2 separate regions of the Mus musculus genome follow, and region 2 is linked to region 1. Evidence: chromatin contacts called from public Hi-C data. All regions are on one chromosome and are shown on one strand. The core of a region is the stretch at or near the end of the contact, and the rest is flanking DNA. Distances in the headings are between cores, read along the strand shown. Region 1 has its middle 120 kb from the start of Gm24434. Region 2 has its middle 31 kb from the start of Gm40399.

Evidence for each region. Hi-C and Micro-C count contacts between places; a contact is called where the count stands out from the background.
Region 2: a Hi-C map of the N1E-115 cell line shows a contact between it and region 1, with 4 times the contacts expected there. The contact joins two enhancer-like sites. A contact is called at or near these places in 3 of 484 Hi-C or Micro-C datasets (the N1E-115 cell line, nephron progenitors and uterus).

What each region holds. Positions count from the first base shown.
Region 1 is chr12:39,733,176-39,740,241 of GRCm38.p6, reverse strand. No RefSeq gene overlaps it. Among named protein-coding and RNA genes, the nearest start is that of Gm24434, 120 kb to the right of the region's middle. Within about 2 kb of position 4,056, at least 27 of the 459 cell types and tissues checked have an H3K27ac peak or open chromatin away from gene starts, as enhancers often do. A contact at or near this core is called in the N1E-115 cell line, where this site is marked.
Region 2 is chr12:39,916,154-39,923,219 of GRCm38.p6, reverse strand. No RefSeq gene overlaps it. Among named protein-coding and RNA genes, the nearest start is that of Gm40399, 31 kb to the left of the region's middle. Within about 2 kb of position 3,494, at least 82 of the 459 cell types and tissues checked have an H3K27ac peak or open chromatin away from gene starts, as enhancers often do. A contact at or near this core is called in the N1E-115 cell line, where this site is marked.

The sequences.
Region 1 (7,066 bases), core at 2,807-5,306:
ACGAACCTCTGATGGAATCAACATCCCTGATCTCAAGCTATACTACAGAGCAATTGTGACAAAAATTGCATGATACACTGGCAGACAGGTAGATCAATGGAACAGAATTGAACACCAAGAAATGAACCCACACACCTATGGTCACTTGATCTTTGACAAAGGAGCTAAAACCATCCAGTGGAAAAAAGACAGCATTTTCAACAAATGGTGCTGGTCCAACTGGCAGTTAGAGTGTAGAAGAATGTAAATTAATCCATTCTTTTCTCCTTGTACAGAGCTCAAGTCTAAACGGATCAAGGAACTCTACATAAAACCAGAGATACTGAAACTTATAGAGGAGAAAGTGGGGAAGAGCCTTGAAGATATGGGCACAGGGGAAAAATTTCAGTACAGCAATGGCTTGTGCTGTAAGATCAAGAATTGACAAATGGGACCTTATAACATTGCAAAGCTTCTGTAAGGCAAAGGACACTGCCAATAAGACAAAACAGCAACCAACGAATTGGGAGAAGATCTTTACCAATCCTAAATCTGATGGGGGGCTAATATTCAATATATATAAAGAACTCAAGAAGTTGGACTCCAGAAAACCAAATAACCCTATTAAAAATGAGGTACAGAACTAAACAGAGAACTCTCAACTGAGGAATAATGAGTGGCTGAGAAGCACCTAGAGAACTGTTCAACATCCTTAATCATCAGGGAAATGAATCAAAACAACTCTGAGATTCCACCTCACACTAGTCAGAATGGCTAAGACCAAAAATTCAGGTGACAGCAGATTCTGGCAAGGATGTAGAGAAAGAACACTCCTCCATTGCTGGTTGGGTTGCAAGCTAGTACAACCTTTCTGGAAATCAGTCTGAATGTTCCCCAGAAAATTGGACATAATACTACCAGAAGATCCAGCAATACCTCTCCTGGGCATATACCCAGACGATGTTTCCACTTGTAATAAAGACACATGCTTCACTATGTTCATAGCAGCCTTATTTATAATAGCCAAAATCTGGAAAGAACCTAGATGTCCCTCAAAAGAAGAATGGATACAGAGAATGTTGTACCTTTACACAATGGAGTACTATGCAGCTATTAAAAACAATGAATTTATGTTTTTTTTAATGAAACTCATAGAAAAATGGACATATCTGGAGGATATCATCCTAAGTGAGGTAACCCAATCAAAAAAGAACACACATGATATGCACTCACTGATAAGTGGATATTAATCCAGAAGCTCAGAATTCCCAAGATACAATTTGCAAAACACATGAACCCCAAGAAGAAGGAAGAACAAAGTGTGGTTACTTCGATCCTTCTTAGAAGGGAGAACAAAATACCCATGGAAAGAGTTATAGAGACAATGTTTGGAACAGAGACTGAAGGAGTGACTATCCAGAGACTGCCCCGCCTAGAAATCCATCCCATAAACAACCACTAAACTCAGACACTATTGTGGATGACAACAAGAGCTTTCTGACAGGAGCCTGATATAGCTGTCTCCTGAGAGACTCTGCCAGTGCCTGGGAAATACAGAAGTGGATGCTCACAGTCATCCATTGGACAGAGCACAAGGTCCCCAATGAAGGAGTTAGAGAAAGTACCCAAGAAGCTGAAGGGGTTTGCAGCCCCAAAGGAGGAACAAGATAACCAGTACCCCCAGACCTCCCTGGGACTAAACCACCAATCAAAGAAAACACATGGTGGGACATGTGTCTCTAGCTGCATATGTAGCAGAGGATGGCCAAGTTGGTCATCAATAGGAGGAGAGGCCCTTGGTCTTGTGAAGGTTCTATACCCAAGTATAGGTTAATGCCAGGGCCAGGAAGCAAGAATGGGTGGGTTGTGCACCAGGGGAAGGGCAGAGGGGTTAGGGGATTTTTGGAGGGGAAACTAGGAAAGGAAATAACATTTGAAATGTTAATAAAGAATATATCTAATAAAAATAATAAAAAAAATAAAGTGCCTCGGCCAAGAATGTACATTGTCCCTGGAAGAAATTTCGAAGGACAATGTGGCTACGGAACAGGGAAAGGAGCAAGTGATGCTATCCAGAGAAGACAGAGCCTCTGGGCCCAGTGGCCACATGGCTTCAATGGATTCAGATGGAATGGTACTAAGTGGGTCAGAAAAGGCACAGCATGCTTGCAGTCACATCCCATCTGCTTCATAAAGACTAAGTCACTGGAATAAAGACACTGCTAGTGACTCCTGTCAGGAGGCTCTGCAGTGCCATGGGAAGAAATAATAGCAGTTGGACACAGGTAACAGATCTGAAACAAGAAAAAAAATTATTCACAACTTGAAAAAAAGAGGACTTACTGAAAGAAAGTAGGAAGACACAATAAAAATAAAGAGAACTCCATCTTTTTTTTTTTTCCTCGTGACAAGTAGCTAGTAGGAATTTCACTTACCAGGAGCCAGAAAGATGAAGAGTAATACCAGGACTTCAGTGTCTGGCATGATCTATTTGAAATGTTAGAAATACTGAGTGGGTGGTTGGAGTTTAGAGAAAAATCAGGCACAGAGAAATATTTCAGGAGTCATCAGAATTGTATCAGTTATTTGTGTATAAGAAATAACCATAGAGTCCTGGTGTAGTACATCAGCAACACCTTATTTTCCAGGTATGCAAATTGACTTAAATTGGCCTGTATAGGTCACTCTTATCGAGGTGGTTCTACTTAAGTGAAGGTTTATAGTGGGCTTCGTTCCCCTGTGTGGTAACCCTCTCTGCATGTGTCACTCCCGGGAGTGGGTTATCTTCCCACTGGCAGAAGTATGAGAGAGTGAGTTCTGGTCAAATACATCTCGTGTTTAATATAATATTTTCCTATGAGTGAAGCCCGGAAGCAGGGGCTTCAATTGTTGCAGATGGAAGTGAAGGGATGATGCTGAGTCTGTAGTCTGCCACTTATGTATGGCCATGTACAGACTCATGTGCCACAGACATAGAGGGGGAGTCCACTCGATTGCACCAGTTAACTTTCTCACCAGCAGTGAGTGAGCATTCCTGGCTCCTCTGCTTCTTCCAGCTTTTGTTACTGTGCTAAATGGACTTGCCCACATGAGGATAGGAAATAGCATTTGTTTGACTAACACTAACTATATCCAATTCCGCTGTAGATAGAAAAACTCAGAGTTACTGTGCAACTTTGCATTTCTTCCAGTGCCTTAATGTGCCTTGGCCTGGTGGCCAGAAAATAAAGCTTCTTTGAAGATTTTGTATCTTTAGCCATCTTTCCCTTTCTACTTAGTGACGAAACATGTAGGAGAAAAGGTGTCAAATGATTGTGGCTTGTAACTCTAACCCAACAGGTAGAGTTTGCTGTCCTTGAATTGCTTTAATTTATCTAAAGTGATCCTGTTTTGGCCTTGCTCATGACTTGAGGCAATACACTGAGACTCTCACTTGCACATACGATGTTGACAAGATGATAAGGCTGATGCAGAGGACTCACCATGCCTCTGTACAGATGGGAAGGCCTCTCATTTTCAAGTCTTTATTGTGAGAAAGTGACCTGTCTGCTCTGTGACTAAAGTATCACATATGCCTGGTCCCTTCGTAACAAATGGTATTATGCCCTACTTACAATGCCCAATCTGTTCGAGTCTGTTGAGATTCATTGCATGAGGGCTGCATAAATCCTCAGGGAGCTAAAAGTCTAAGCCTAGGTAAAAATACATAGGCTGAGTGGCTGCGGTGCCTATCTTAGGAAAGGGATGCTAATGTGAGGACCACACATTGTCCTTAGGCACACTGTATGCAGCTTTGGTTATCTTTTTAGAAACAAGCACGTGGGGAGGGAGCTGTGGTAAAGCTTCAAATAAGAGTGAGCAGTTTCATTTTCAGTAATGGCACTCGTGATGAGGAGCACAGAACTGCAGACTTCCAGTGCAGAAATAGAAACTCCATTAAGAAATAAAAACACTGTGTGTTCTACTGCTCGATAAGAGTATTTCTCTATTCATTCCCAGTGGGTTTGTTCTCTCGGAACAAGACACTTTGCATGACTGCTGATTTGATCTAGAGAAATATCTATGCTGAACTCTAATTAACTAGAGCACCGTGTGGAGTTCTGCATCCAGGAGGTTAGAGATTTATGGCTCTGTGGCTTTGTGTACCTGACTAGACTGTCAAGTACATTTAGTCAATGCATACTTGCTGTATATGGTTATTTTGTTATCTTTTTATATTTAGAAGAATAGATTTTCCTTCTCTTAGAGAATGGCAAACATGTTTGGTACTGAGAGTATGTTTGTAGGATAATTAAATGGCCGGTGGCCCTTTATTTGACTTGCGGGAGGCCAGCAAGGGAAGTCAAACACTAGATAGAAAAGAGATTTGGACCGATGTTAGAAGGGACTTCTGCCAACATAAGAGACTGTGAAAGGGTAAAACAAAAATGTGGGAGCTGTAGCTAATTTAGAGTAAGCTAATAAAAATATTCCTACAGAAATAAAAAGAGTATTTGAAGGGTATGGGTTTTCTAACATTATTATGCATGGATCTTGTTGAGTTAGCTGTATATGTCAGCTATCCAGTATTTTTAGTGTGTTGTCCATGTGAAAGAGTTATTCTGTCTAAAACACAAGGCATATCAAGCAGCCTGTCTGACTTCATGATATTATCTTGCTGCCTGTAGTCCAGTGGTCTATTCAGTAGATTATGAGAGCAGATTTTATAAGTACATGTTTTCTGATGCTTGGCATTTGGGTTTGAGGGCTCATATATAAGGTGACAGAATAATAAAGCATATTTTAATAGACAAGGTACTCTATGGTCAAAGGTCAATATCCACTCAAACATTTTAAATATTTATAAATATTTTGAAAAGTCAAGATGACATGAAAAGTCTCTAAAAATACTTTTATATCAGCATTATTCAGGGTGAGCAGGAGATAAATAATATATCTGTAACAACCTAAGACCAGTTATAAACATTGTGGCTTGAAAAGAATACATATGTGTGTGTAAGTGTGTGTGTGCACATGTGTGTGTATCTATGTGTATGCATATGTGTAAATCTGTGTGTATGTGTGTGAGAATGCGTGTGTATATATATGTGTATGCATATGTATGTATGAATGCATATAACTGTACATATATGTAAACATGTATTTAGAAGAAGGTAGGAGAGTGAGAGAGCAAGGAAATAGCTGTTTTTTTGCTAAATTTATGCAATTGTTTTATTGAATACTAGGGATGGTCTGAACAACCAAATTGAAAAGCATCTTTTCTGTGATGGCATGCTACACACACACACACACACACACACACACACACACACACACAAACACACACCCACACAACCCATACACACATTCATGTTTAACATCTTTTTACTAAAATCTCTAAAGTGAATAAACAACTGTTTGCAAAGGCAAATAATATATTAGCCATGATTTAAAATGTATAGCTTGGTGATATTTTAGAGCTGTATGTTTAGCAAGATCTCTATCCTCTCTCTGGACAAGAAAATGATTCTGATGTGGGCACTGAAGCAGTCAGCTCATCTTTACCAAGGCCACTGACAGACACCCACATGCCCCGAATCAATGTGGGGATTAAGCTTTATGATCAGGACTGCACCCTGCCAATTGGTGGTATTTCACAAACAGGATTCCATTATCTGCGTGTTAAATGAACTTTGTTATTTTCCTCTATTTGTTTCTGTGAGAGGATGGGCTACAAAGTTCTCACAGCTGCCAGACAAAGAAGGACTCTATTTAAAGAGTGGTTGGAAGCACAAATGTTGATTATCTGAATGAAAGAATTTAATTAAGTTTCCTAAAGAACAGGGTACTAGTGACATCAACGATTGGCAAAATGAAGCAAGGAAGTACAGTATTTACCATTACTATAGTTTTTACTTAATGATGCCAGTATTAAATCTTGGCTGGGGTCCTGGAATGTGCACAATGGCTTGGCAACGAATTAGTTATTTTGCAATTGCAGATGTGAAGATTTGGGGTGTGAAAAATCTCTTTGCCAAGATGAATTTTGGGAAAAGTACCAAAGCAATCATTCATTTCCTCATTATGTGCATATCCTTTTTCCTGAATATGGTGGGGGTCCTCCTCAGAAAATAGTCACAAAATCACAAACAGTACTGAATTAAATTCCAAAATGGCGTTTTAACATGAAGGATAAAATGACTTAACCTGTCTGTAAAATAGTCCCTCAAAATATTTTTGACATGTGTACAAAATTCTGTTGTTATTAAGATATGTATGAAGCTTATTCCAAAAATCCTTGATTATTATTTTAGTGATTATACTTGAGGATATACTAGCTTTCACTCCAACTGAAATTGTTATGGCGTCAAATAATAGTGACAGTTGTATGTCACTTTTTCACCATAATAAGGATCATAAGGACAAAGATATGTCTCTTTCTGAGGTGACTATGTAGTTGGCCATGGATTGACTCATTTTCTTTTTATTAAAGTATATAGCCTGAACCCACAATTATTGCTAAGAACTGTTCATTTATATTTGTATGAGTTTAATGTTAGTAAAATTACCTCATATACTATTGCCGCTAGCTATTCAAGTGATTGGCAACAGATTCCAGGAAATATTAATTCTTAGCAGATTATTTGTTATGTTCAACAATAAAATAACCCTTAATGTTAAAATTTCTAAAGTGATACAAGTATCTACCTTACAAATTGGTAGGTAGAATGAAACACAATATGTAATAAACTTACGTGTCACTCTAGAATAATGCAATATTTAGAAGTAGAATAAATACTCTAATGCATAAAATAAATAAAGTAATATATTTAAACCATTGAATATATTTCCAAAACAGAGCAAACATTTTGGGGGCCAATAAAGTATGCTGTTTAGAGGCGTGAGGATGTGAGGGTGTTGAGGTCCATGCAATCTGAGGTCCTCAGGAAAGATCTTCATAGCCTCTCTGTTGCTAAAAACCAATGTATTTCTACAAGTGAGACCTTCAGATCCTAGAGAGATGGCTCAGTGGTTAAGTATATTGGCTGCACATCTTGAGGGCCTGGGTCTCAGTTCCTAGCACCCATACAGCAGCTCCAAGGACCTG
Region 2 (7,066 bases), core at 2,245-4,744, 180 kb before region 1:
TAATGGTATTTTTAGTTTAAGTATACACCACAAAATGATATAGGCATCCATTCTGATCAGCTGTTTGAGGTTTTCAGATGCCCCACATGTTCAGCCTTGCTGGGTATTGTCAGTTGTTTGCCTCTAAAGTTCTGTTCTATGTATCATAATAGTCAAGGGTAGTTTAATCGAAGTTTTCCTGATTATTCATGTGCTAGCTCTTTTCCATACATGTATCACCTTTGATAGTTACAACCACACGAAAACTTATCTTGGTCATTTCTCCTGAGAACTTCATGTTTTACTTTTTAACTATTATAAAGCTAAATTTTAGACTTTTTTGAATGCAGAGATTATTTGCAGGTAGACTCTGGATTATCTCAGAGTATGCAAGTTAAAATATCAGAAATGTGGTCTGATGTAAAGTAGTTTCTCTTTCCAGTTGGAGACTTGAACATAGTGAAATGGACTACCATCGGCCAATAACAAACCATCAAGAAAGCACACAACTAGACTTTATTTTCCTGATACACATATGGTAAGTTGCTAGTTTGGAAACCATGTCAGAGATGGCCCATTGATTTTATTACTGTGTGGCCAAACACCATTATTAAGAATGGAGCAAGTTGCTTTCAGAGGTCAAGTATACCCTTTATGAAGTGTACTCAAGTAGAAACTGATGCTCATTTGCCAGAGAATAAGAACAGAGTTTTGAATTAAAGTGTAAATGTAACTAGTTTAAACTAAGTTTCTTCTAAACAATGAGATCACTTAATTTTAGGAAATGGGGATTTTTTTTTTAATACAAAAATGCCAATTGCAGGCCTTGAGAAATGGCTCAGCAGGTAAGAACACACAGACTAATAGTGAACCTGAGTTCAATTCAAAGTGTTGGTATCAGGAGCTGACTTTACCATTGCAAAACACCTCCAAACCCAGCCATACATTCCCAACGTCCATTTAGTTTACCTCCCGTCTTTACCAGAGAGCGGTTATATCACAGCCTAAATAAAAGGCAGACCCTCTTGAGCTTCCCACTCTCTCTCTTTTTCTCTTTTCTCCTTTTGTCTCCATAGCTCCCTCTTGTCCCCTTCCCCCACAATAAAGCTCTCTCACGTGGAACTGCATTGGCTTGGTGTGGTCTGTCTGGACATGAGCCTTGATTCTAACACAACACAAAGAACCTGTGTTCAATTCCAAGCACCCTGCCTGGTGGCTTATAACTCTAGTTCCAAGGAATTCATGCCTTTTTCTGACCTCCAGGAGCACCGGGCATGCACCTGATATACATACACATACATGTAAGGAAAACACCAGTACAAATAAAGGAAAGTAATGTTAAAAATGGAAAACAAACCAAACCAACCAACCAACAAACAAAAACCATCAGTTGCACGTCTCTAAAAGATGCCATGATGTTCATGAACCCAGCCAGTCTTAATAATGACTCTGTATAGCAAGCAATACACCTTAATTTCTATTTTATGGATGAAGAAAATGGAGGGCTGAACTTGTTCCAGCTGACTAGCTCCTGGCAGAGACACTTGGCATTGGCCTTGCTTCTCAGTTACTGTGTCTTAGAAGCTGGAATTTATAATCCCCAAGGAACAGGTTGAGCAAACAGATATCCAGCTGTGGGATCAAGGGTGTGTTCAGACGCTTGGCGTTATGCATATGATGTATATGCACATATTTATATCTGATATGTGTATGCCTATGCATATATATTCATTTGCATTGTTTATGGGTGAGATATAGTGTTGGGGGATAATATACAGAATATGCAGGAGCTAAAGTAAATATTGGATTTATATCATGAGGACATCAAGGGCTTGGAGAGAAGCAGACAGACGGATAAGATGACACAAAGAACACCTGTTAAGGGGAATGAGTACAAAGATAATGGCTTCTTGAAAGCCTCTGTTGGCTATATATTGTGGTTGAGAGACACTGAAAGTGAAGTTTTACTGGCACTTAAAAATTCTCTGTGCATACATTCTATATGGCATTCCTTAAAAGTTAGAATAAAAATATTTGAGGGGACCCTTTTACATCAAAAGAAGAAATGGGCAAAAAGGCACAAGAAGACAGTCATTTGTTATTTAGCAAAAATGTCATTATATAGATGTGCCTAAAAATTCTGTTAATTTGTGCAAAAGCCCCTAAATCTTAAAATGGTTATTTTGCTTTATCTAAGCTCCCAACTGTTTGGTATGGATTCAGTAATACAGGTCTATGTTTGTGGCTTTCTATCTCGTAGAGAAGTTTAGATTTCCAAAGAGAAACGCTTTGTGCTGTCTGTAGGCATTGAAAGCCAGACTGAGAATCCTGTTCCTTTCTTGCTGTGTTCAGTGGAGCTGTTGTTTTATCACTTGCCAAGTCGTGGCCACCTGTGGCTCTGCCTTGGCAGCTCTGCACTCAGCAGGCCAGACATTAGGCTCACAGGAAAAGCCTCCTGAAGCGGAGCAAAAAAACGCAATCCTCTCACATGACCAACACTCTGATCAAAGGATTTGCTGAACACATGAGCTGACGTGTTTGCTTCGAGCAGACACTGTCCACTGCTTTTGTTGGCAACGCTGCCAAAGGCTTTTGCACACAAACAATTAGTTGCAAGTCATCTGATTTTCCACACAGGAAACCCAGCATAGAATAGACAGTCCTCTAAAGATTTATCTTCTCTTTTCCTGTTGTGTGTATTCTGTTAAACCTCAGTCACTAATAGACTAATGACGAAGGCCTGGGATCCCTCTGGGAAGTAGCACGTAGTCTCAGGGTTTCTCTAAATATACTTAAGAAGCTTAAGTTTGCCATCTAAGACTCAAGGTGAGCTGAGATGAATCAGCAAAAAAAAAAAAAAAAAAAACCTGGCCAAGACTGTGGAAGTGTAATTAACTCGCTCTTTTAGAAGATTTTTGATACCTTATTTGTATCTGTTCTTGGTAGTCAGGGATATGTCTCTATCTTGTGCCATTTTGAGCTCTTCTCTTCCTTTACAACATGGTTTGATTAAGAGAATGAACTTCGTTATTTAACGGTGGGCAAGACTATTGATTGGGTATAAGCTAAGTTATAAAACTGTTTAAACAAACAACTTTACAGGCTGAATAATTTGCCATGGCTTAGCTTCCAGGAGACACCCTGGCAACTCTTTAGCCTTTGGGAAAATCTCTGACACATAACAATGCAGGAACATTACAGCCTGGGATCTGATGGCATCTAGCCCAGCTAGACAACTAGATTACTAGGACAGCACATTTTACATGCTTCTTTGAGTTTCAATATTCCTATCTCTGAAAAATGACAAGTATATTAACAACAATATTTATAATGGCAAGGTACACACTTATAAATGTCAGTTCTTAGGCAGAGGGCAGAGGGCAGAGGGCAGAGGGCAGAGGGCAGAGCGCAGAGGGCAGAGGCAGAGGCAGAGGCAGAGGCTGAGGCTGAGGCTGAGGCTGATATGTCTTTGTGAGTTGTAGGCTAGCTAGAGCTGGAGAATGAGAACTTGCCTCAACAGAATCAAACCACACCAACAACACTACCACAGTATTAACAAAGGCCAACATCCGTACCATACTTTTTACATGCCTCATGCTATGACTATAATAACTTATGTTTGACCTCACAATGAGAAGTCTACTGTAATATTTGTTTTACTGATGAAGAACTGAGAGGCACAGAGGTTAAGCTGCAAATCATCAGATTTAGAAAGTGGACGAACTGGATGGACTGTGAACATAGGATGCTGTCTACAAAGCATATGTACTATACCATCCTTACGATGCTGCTACTTTCTGACTGGGTGTTCATATAGACGTAGATAAGACTCTTACAATGTCTTCTTCCATTCATCTTACTGTGGTGGTTTGAAAAACGACCCTCATAGACCCATTGGGGGAGTGGTATCACTAGGGGCTTTTGTCTTGTTGAACACATAAGGTTTTATTGGAGGAAATGTGTCACAGGAGGTGGGCTTTGAGGCTTCAGAAGCTCAAACTATGCCCAGTGGCTCACTGTCTTTTCCTGCTCCTTGCCAATTCGGATGTAGAACTCTCAGCTACCTCTCCGGCATCAATTAATTCTGCCTGCATGCTCACCATTCTTAAGACCCAGTCAAAAGCATAGAATACTTTTGAGCCTTGGGTGAAGACATGGCATTCAGACTTGCTCTAAAGAGTACAGCATTACATACTATTTTCTCCTTCCTTAAGGGTTAATCCAGCTGGGATGTTAATCACCTGGCCAAAAGACCATCATCCAGAAAGACCAATTCATCTAAAGCCATGCTAGTGAAACGGGAGGCACATTTTTTTATCTCCCTAGTAAGACAGCATGCATTTTCTTCCCCGGTGTGGTCACTTATGAAGCTGTTGTCATGCAGGTCTGCTTAGTCTGTTCTTCTAAAATTACTCAGAGAAGTGAACCTCTCCCCTCTTTCCATCCTGTTTCTTTTTCCTTTTGGATACTAACCAGATCCTAGGCATGTCTTTATCTGATGTTCTGGACTTTCTCACTCTTTTTCTGAAGCGTCTCCCTGCCATGAGACAGCTTATCCACCATGTAAGTACTTGGTGACATTATACTTCTTAACTTTAATAGAAGAATTTAAAATGGGCTCAGAAGCTAGTTGGAAGCTATTTTATAAGCATTTAAATGTAAAACAATGTGCCAGGCAAGCTGTAAATCTTCTCTATCCCCCTTCTCTTATCAATGAGTTTAAGAACCTTAAGAGGGGCGTCAAATTCCCTGGTGCTGTGCAAAGGAAGATGGCTAGCTGCACTCCTGTGCTCTTGTTCTCAGTCTACTAAAAGTATCCCTGTTGGGACAACCAACAACTGCCTTCAGACATTGCCAAGTATCTCTTGGACGGCAAAACCACTCCTTCCTCAAGAAGGACCATGCTTTAGAGTAAGAAAAGCACCACGTATTTGATGTTGCAGATTATTGATTATAACACTGATTGAATACAAGTTGGTTTTAAATGTTAAAATTTTGGAGTTGGTGCCAGTGATGGCTTAGGGGTTAAGAGGACAGGTTGCTCTTCCAGAGGACCTGGTTTGAGTCCTAGCATCATACATTCAAAAATCATATCTTCGCTATTTCCTTTAAATACCAATTTTCTTATGGGTTCAATCCATCACTTAAAATGTTGGGGTGGAAATAAAGTAAGAATGACCCCTAAACTATAACTTTGGACTTCAAATGTGAGAATGAAGAAATAGTAGTTAAAGTCACCCTTTAAAATATTAGGTTAGCAACACAATTCCACACTCGCCTCTGACAGGTGTGATATCTTTGTACAGGACAATGGCTACCAAAGTGATTTGGGACCCTGGGAATTTGTAACTCAGTGGGCCATAAAATACAGTTTTATCTGATGGAGCTATGAGTGACATCTGTACTACCACTGAGTTATGGAAAAGGGGAATGTACTTAGAGCCAGCATAGATAGGCAGATGTTCTACTAGAAATAATGATTTATTTCTGGTTGTTGGAGCTTCTGGCCTTTTCTACCCATCAGAACACCTCGATTACTGAGAAAGAAAAGCAGTTCAGGGCCTGAGTCCTTTCCCTGGGACAAAGACTTGGTAGTACATCTGCAGCCATTGAAGTCTTTAGAAATTAGATGGCAACTTTTTTTCCCTTTCAGTGACAAATAGCTGAATTCTCACTAAGATGTTTCTTTGTTAAAAAGCATGTTCACATCATGACTGCACCCTAAGTGTTACCCACAAGAAGGATTTGCCTGGCAGGAAAAACGACTTAAATATACGGAAGAACCACAAAAAACAAAACAAAACAAAACAAAACAAACAAACAAAAAAACACCCCAGGAAATACATCTGAGAAATGATTGTCTCAGGAACAGAACATTCTTTCTACATCTACAGATGAATTTGCAGAACTGTCTATCTTTGTGATAGTCATACATATCATTTACATAGCCTTTCATCTGTTACAGGAAGGGAATGTAAAGCATACATTAGAACTTAAAAGATGTAATTGTTATTTTTTTCTTATGCATCATTTCTGGACTGGTTATGCTAAAGATTCTAGATTGTTATTATGAGGAAGATGTTGAGTCAGGAAAACATGAACTAGAATCACACTTAAGAGTCTAAAAGGGAGTTATATGTCTAAAGACATGTTTTTAAGCACACAGGGAACAAAACAGAATGCCAGTATAAGAAAAAGGAAAATAAAGGCAGAACTGAGTTCAGTAATTGGGACAATAGATTTCATTTGACATGAAAATGGAAAAAGGTTCAAACACAGAAACTTAAATAAAAAAGAAGGCATGTGCTGATATAAAGAAAGGAGAATTTTGGCAGTAATAAGATCATATTTAATAGTTTTGTTCATTAATCACAAGGGGAACATTCTCTTAAAATCCATTCAGTTCCCACGGGTGAGTGTCTGAACATTGTCTAAGACTGCTTTGATTTACAACAGCCTTCTTTGGCATAGTCCTGAGGAAAGTAATTCTGGATGGCCTTCCATCAAAGCTCAGCAACTATGAGCAAAAGACGTTTGGGAAGCGGAATGTTTGAGTGGGTTAGTGGCTGGGTTTATTAGTTCTGCATGAGCCTAATGAGTTCATAGTCTTTTGGTGGCGTTAGTCAGGTTATTGGGCTTCATTGCTGAGGAAAGTGTGCTGGAAGGCACCAGAGCAGCAAGAGTCAGGCCCCCACATTAGCCTACTGAGGCTTTAAATGTCACCAGTGTGATGTGCGGAAACAAAAATGGAAGATTCTAAAGGCTAAGGCTTAACACACAAAGTCCTTAATGTCAAGAAGTAATACATTATAAAATGTGGCTCATTCATTCGCAGATGAGATCACCACAGAGTGATTTTTAATTAAGTATTCAAAGTAACATGTATTTCAACCATATTCTGATCCATTAAAGGAAGCTTAGTTTCACCAAATCCCCAAAAGTGACCCCGAAAACACACACACAAATTCTCTTTTGCAGCCAATGTCCTCAGTCAAACTACTGTCTATATGAAATAAGTCTACTATATAAAGTCAAAAGCTGTGTCATGCATGTATACAGTTTTCATAACTTTAAAAACTTAAGAATA